Regions from separate parts of the Mus musculus genome. Here region 1 is linked to region 2. Evidence: chromatin contacts called from public Hi-C data. All regions are on one chromosome and are shown on one strand. Each heading gives the region's core, a stretch centred on a gene start, on an enhancer-like site or on the middle of the called end of the contact. The rest is flanking DNA. Distances are from core to core; before and after follow the strand shown. Region 1 holds the start of Itgb1bp1 (integrin beta 1 binding protein 1). Region 2 holds the start of Laptm4a (lysosomal-associated protein transmembrane 4A).

Evidence for each region. Hi-C and Micro-C count contacts between places; a contact is called where the count stands out from the background.
Region 1: a contact with region 2 is called in a Hi-C map of CD4 T cells, with 13 times the contacts expected there. The contact joins the promoter of Itgb1bp1 here to the promoter of Laptm4a in region 2.

Annotation. Positions count from the first base shown.
Region 1 is chr12:21,284,953-21,287,652 of GRCm38.p6, forward strand. Itgb1bp1 (integrin beta 1 binding protein 1) reads right to left here and starts at 1,332. Exons shown (of 7, transcript NM_008403.5): 1 at 1,154-1,332. It overlaps Cpsf3 (cleavage and polyadenylation specificity factor 3), which reads left to right and starts at 1,345. Exons shown (of 18, transcript NM_018813.3): 1 at 1,345-1,592. The coding sequence starts at 1,543.
Region 2 is chr12:8,920,044-8,922,743 of GRCm38.p6, forward strand. Laptm4a (lysosomal-associated protein transmembrane 4A) reads left to right here and starts at 1,264. Exons shown (of 7, transcript NM_008640.2): 1 at 1,264-2,251. The coding sequence starts at 1,916.

The DNA of each region.
Region 1 (2,700 bases), core at 82-2,581, about 12 Mb after region 2:
GGCGCCCTCTTCTGGTGCATCTGAAGACAGCTACGGTGTACTTACATATAATAATAAATAAATCTTTAAAAAAAAAAAAGAAGGAGGAGGAGGAGGAGGAGGAGGAAAAGAAGATAACAATGATTTCTTTCAAACACAGATCAGAGCTCAGTATTATTAGGCCGTTGTTCACCGGTGTCCTACTAAGATTTGACTACTAAGATTTGACTAAGGAAGGTCAAATCCCTCCAGCAAGAACCCACCCAGGGCTCTCCAACCACTCTCTCTCAAGCTTGTCTTCAACAATGAGCTACACATCTCTCAGGAACGCAAAGCCACTTTGGTTCTGAGCGGTTCTAAGCTCCTGTATGTTCTTATACTATCTAACTTTCCCTCCCACAGAACTCTCATTTTGTAAGTTCCTTGGCAACTACTTGCCTCGCACAACTTATTTCGGGCCTTTTAAAGAAAGCCTTCCTTGGACTTTCAGGTTGGACTAAAAGACATCAGATCACAGCATTAAAATGTCATCTTCTTCTTTAAACTCCCACTCCCTCAACTAACTAGTGCAAGGCGAGGCTGAATTGGTTCTCAGTAGATAGACAGTATAGCGGAAGAGGACTCGTTACAGGGTTCTGACAATTGCCCTAGGAGGTGATATCCAATAACGTCGCCAAGATGCTCCAGAAACCGCTAGCCCTCACTCTGGCCCATCTGGAGCAGCCGGTCCCTAGGGTCATCGGAGCCTTCCGAGCAGTGAGAACGCCCAGCTGCATTCACGTGAGTCAACCAAGCCAGAGATTCAATAACTTGTCCCACATCACAAAGTTTACTTGGGGACCCCGACAAGATCAGGCTTCCAAAGCTCTGCACACATGCCTCGCACAAGTGAGGATGTAGACAGCTAACTCCAACCCCACCTGGGTGCAGCAACAAGCAGAGGGAGGCCTCAGGGTCTTGCGGAGCCTGGTCCCCGGGGAGGCAGGCGGTAGACCTGTCACGGGAACGCGGGTCCCTCCCTGACCGGGCGCCGAGCTCCTCTTCCTTTCCCCGGTTTGCACTCTGTCGGTGCCTCAGCCTCGGGACGTGGAGGGAATGGGAGGACGGCGGGCTGCGGGGTACTCCCCACACACCCGCACCCTCTGGCCCGGCTGAGGCGAGGCCCGGTTCTCACCTCGCCTCCTCGGCTCGTTCCCCGGTCGCCCCGGTCTCGCGGGGTGTGGGATGGTCCAGCGGCGGCGGCCGGTAGGTTATTCCAGTTCGTATTCCAGCTCCGGCTTTGCCAGTTTTCCTGCCCTGGTCCGCTGGGCCACGCCCCTATCATGCGCAGGCGCAGTCTTTAGGCCGCGCCTCCAGTTCCTTAACCGCACCTCCGGGAACCTAAAGAACCTCGTTCTCGAACCGGAAGTTGGAGGGCCGAATCTAGCTCCGGGAACGCTAGAGCGCCGGAAGTTGTGTGTTGGTGGTGGGGGTTTTTTCTTCTTTGGTTTGCAGTAGCTGTGCTTTGAATTTAGAGACTGCGGCGACGAGTTCGTGGTCCACGCTGCTCCTGAGACTGCCAGGATGTCTGCGATTCCTGCAGAGGAGAGCGACCAGCTGCTGATCCGACCCCTGTAAGGGATGCGCTAGAGAGGGAGCGAGCCCCCCTCCCCGTATGTGTGAGAGCCTGGAGGGACCCCCGCGGAGGCAGCTGCGGGTCCAGCCTCTCAGGTTCAAGGGATTTGGAGAACATTGATCGATGGGCTATCTAGGTTGAATGTCATTTTTCCTTCAGTCTCGGGGAGGGTATTTTGGGGAAAAAAAATCCAGGTCATTGGGTGTTTTCATAAAGAAAGGGTTGCCAATTAACACAAGTCTGGATCTCGTACATCAGAGCAAGCCTTGAGGGAACCGACAGATAGAGGACACTGCAAGGAAGAACTGCATCTGCCTCCTTTCCAGGACCCTACACGTGCTCAGATGGGCGGGGAAATTAAAGACGTGGTGTATGTACTTTGAGAGCTCAGACCTTAGCAGAAGGTAGGAGGAAATTGGAGAGGGGAAAGCTGAGGCGTTTCCGCGAGAAATTAAGAGCTAAATCACCATAAAAGATTGGTTTTAGTGGAAATGGCGTTCTGGAATATTTTGTAGAGAATTGCCTCACACATTTAAAGGTGCAGAACGTACTGGATGAGCGGTGAGACTCATCCAATACACGTGGTTGTTGTTCAGCATGAGACACTATTTGGCACCACATGAATGTGTACATTTTCAAAGGCCGGAAACTATCTCCTTTACCCACTCATAAAGTAAGATTTACTGAGCACTTACCAATGAATGTACCCAAGTGATGCTGTCATCTCCCTATATACACTAAGCAAATATCAAACAAAATCACCAGGCATGGGCTGAGTTCATTGATTTCACGCCTTTGGTGAAATTGTAAAGTGGGGAGTGCTGGAATGAGTTTGTGAAAATAGACAGCTACGTTGGTGTCAGACCTGAAACCCAGTCTTCCTGTTTAATACGGAAGTAGCCTCAATGAACCCACTTCCTCATGTGGAAAAAAGCACTCACTGTGAGGAGTGCTTGCTCTTGGGCAGTGCAGTGATACCAGTGACCGTGCTCAGTGCTCATTTTGACATCTGTTTCAGGAGTATAGGTCAGCACTGTGCTGAGTCTCAAAACAGTTGGAAACTCTTCTGACAGATCTCACGCATTCTGGAAATGTGATTGACATTC
Region 2 (2,700 bases), core at 14-2,513:
GGAGGCTTACAACCAGTCGTAACAACAGTTCCTGAGAATCCAACACCCTTTTCTGGCCTCCAGTGGGCACTTTACCCACTGAGCCATCTCCTTATGCCCAGTCCATGTTCTTAACAGACATATATAGTATATTTTCATTAATAAACTTCTAGCATTGTCTACTGGCTTCAATTATGGTAGGCAAAACACTCATATACATAAAACACAGTCTTCTAAAAAACCAAGTGTTTTCTGCTCTTTCAGATGCCTAGAGTTCAGTTCCCAGGACCCACATCAGGCAGCCTGCAATTTCAGCTCCAGGGGGATCTTATGTCTGCTTCTGGCTTCCTCTAGCGACTGCTACACATGTAGCGTTTTTTCACTCACACACATATTCTAGGAACCTTAAAGACCCACAAATCCTGCATCCCCCTCATTTGCTTCCTCATACACTAGGCTAGCTGGCCAGAGAGCTTGCAGGGATGTCTCCTCACTCAAGACATCTGTCTGGCTGTAACAGCTGGGTTTTACAGAAAGGTAAAGCCACAGCGTCTGGTTTTCCATGAATCCTCACGATTGCTTTGCAAGCACTTTACCCACTTACCACCTCTTCATATATACTATATTTTCATTAATAAAATTCTAGCATTGTCTACTGGCTTAAATTATGGTAAAGGCATGGATTTTGTCCTGACATCTCTTCCCTTCCTCTTTCCAAAATACTTTTGAGGTTCTTTGAAATTATTCAGTGTTTATTTGATTATGCCTATTATCCACAGCTGCACACTATGGTACAGTTTCATTCCTTCTCAAGGTAGCTACAAGCCTTGTTTGTTTGTTTGTTTGTTTTTGAGACAGGGTTTCTCTGCATAGCCCAGGCTGGCCTTGAACTCAGAAATCCACCTGCCTCTGCCTCCCAAGTGCTGGGATTAAAGGCGTGCGCCACCACAGCCCGGCTGATAGCCACAAATCTTAAAACAAATACAAAATAAATTCAGTCAAAAACTTGACTCAGTTAATGAGGATCATAAGATGTTAGAAGGAACTATAGAGTGAATATAAAGCACCCATTGTTGAAGTAAAAATGATAACTGAATCACCCAACTTATGTCAAATGGCTTTCTCTGAGAAGAGGTATGAGTCAGTGAGTCTCGTGTAACATGCTGTAGAAATGTCCAGCATCCCACAGAAAGTTGAGGCTCACTCTGGCATCAGAGCATGCAGAAAAGTGTGGCTTGTTTCTCACTTAAGACACACTCTCTCATTCTCTATTTTTTTTTTTTTTTTTTGCTTGTTTTTCTGGCCTATTTCAATGTCCTTCACAATCTTTCTCTTCAAGAAGAAAAAAAAAATCACTATTATCTGTATAAACTCAACAGCTAAGCGGTTTCTCCACTTTATCATGCTGTCATTTTCCTTAATCCCTTGGCCTTTGGCAGAGTCCAGTGGTATTTATTGGCTCCCTCTAAGTAGGCTTCAGAGAGATGGGGGAAGGACAGAAATCCAATCCTTTAGCCTACTTGCGAGCCCTCCTTTCTGGTCTGAGCCTAGAGGGCCACGCCAGAATGGTAGCCACGCCCCTTCCCGCAGGCACGCCCCGACAGGCCCAACAATAGAGCACGAATACGTCACGTGGGCCTCGCAGTGACAAAGACAACGTGGCGAAAGACAGCGCCAAAAATCTCCGTGCCCGCTGTCTGCCACCAACTCCGTCTTGTTTCACCCTTCTCCTCCTTGCGGAGCTCGTCTGGGAGACGGTGAATTACCGAGTTACCCTCAATTCCTACAGCCCCCGACAGCGAGCCCAGCCACGCGCACCGCGGTCAAACAGCGCCGGAGAGAGTTGAACTTTTGATTGGGCGTGATCTGTTTCAATCTCCACATCTTCTCCAATCAGAAGCCAGGTAGCCCGGCCTTCCGCTCTTCGTTGGTCTGTATGTGGCAGAAGGCGGAGGGAGAGATTCCGAGCCGACGTCCCGCGAGAGCGGCGCCGGGCGCCCAGAGCGCAGGCGCACAGGAGTTGGCAAGGGCCCGGGCCGAGGGCGGGCCAGAAGACGCGTCCTTTGGCTGTGGACACCGTCGTAGAGTCGTCTGGGTTGAACCGCTGGGCCGAAAGCTTTTGTCAGGGGCCTGGGCGAGAACGAGGCCCGCGAGGTTCCGGATGGTGTCCATGACTTTCAAACGGAGCCGCAGCGACCGGTTCTACAGCACCCGGTGCTGCGGCTGTTGCCATGTCCGCACCGGGACGATCATCCTGGGGACCTGGTACATGGTAAGGGCTGGCTGGCAGGGCCGCTCCACCAGGCCAGTGCGCCTGCGCGACAAGTGGGCCTGGTGGGCAGGGGGCGGGGACGTGAAAGTTGTTGGGGCGCTACTTTTCGGGGTGCTTTTAACTGTGAACTGAGGCTTTACGAGATGGGGCTCCCCAGGATTTGGGAGGGGATGGGAATAGGATCGTCATTTCGGGTTCGGGAAGTGCGCAACCCTCATCCCGCCCCACCCCCCCATCGAAACAATTATTGTCCCGCAGTTATGCAGCCAGTTCGGACGTTTTGTCCGAATCGAAAGCGAAATCCAGTTCGGGTGCCTCCTGCAGTTTTTGTTGAGGCGTTCGGTGATGTAGCCAGAGGTCTCTGTTTTGAGTCTAGACGTTAGCCAGAATTTACAGTGGGTCAGATTTTCCTCATTACACCCCCTCCCTGCCTTGTCAGGTGGGTTTTC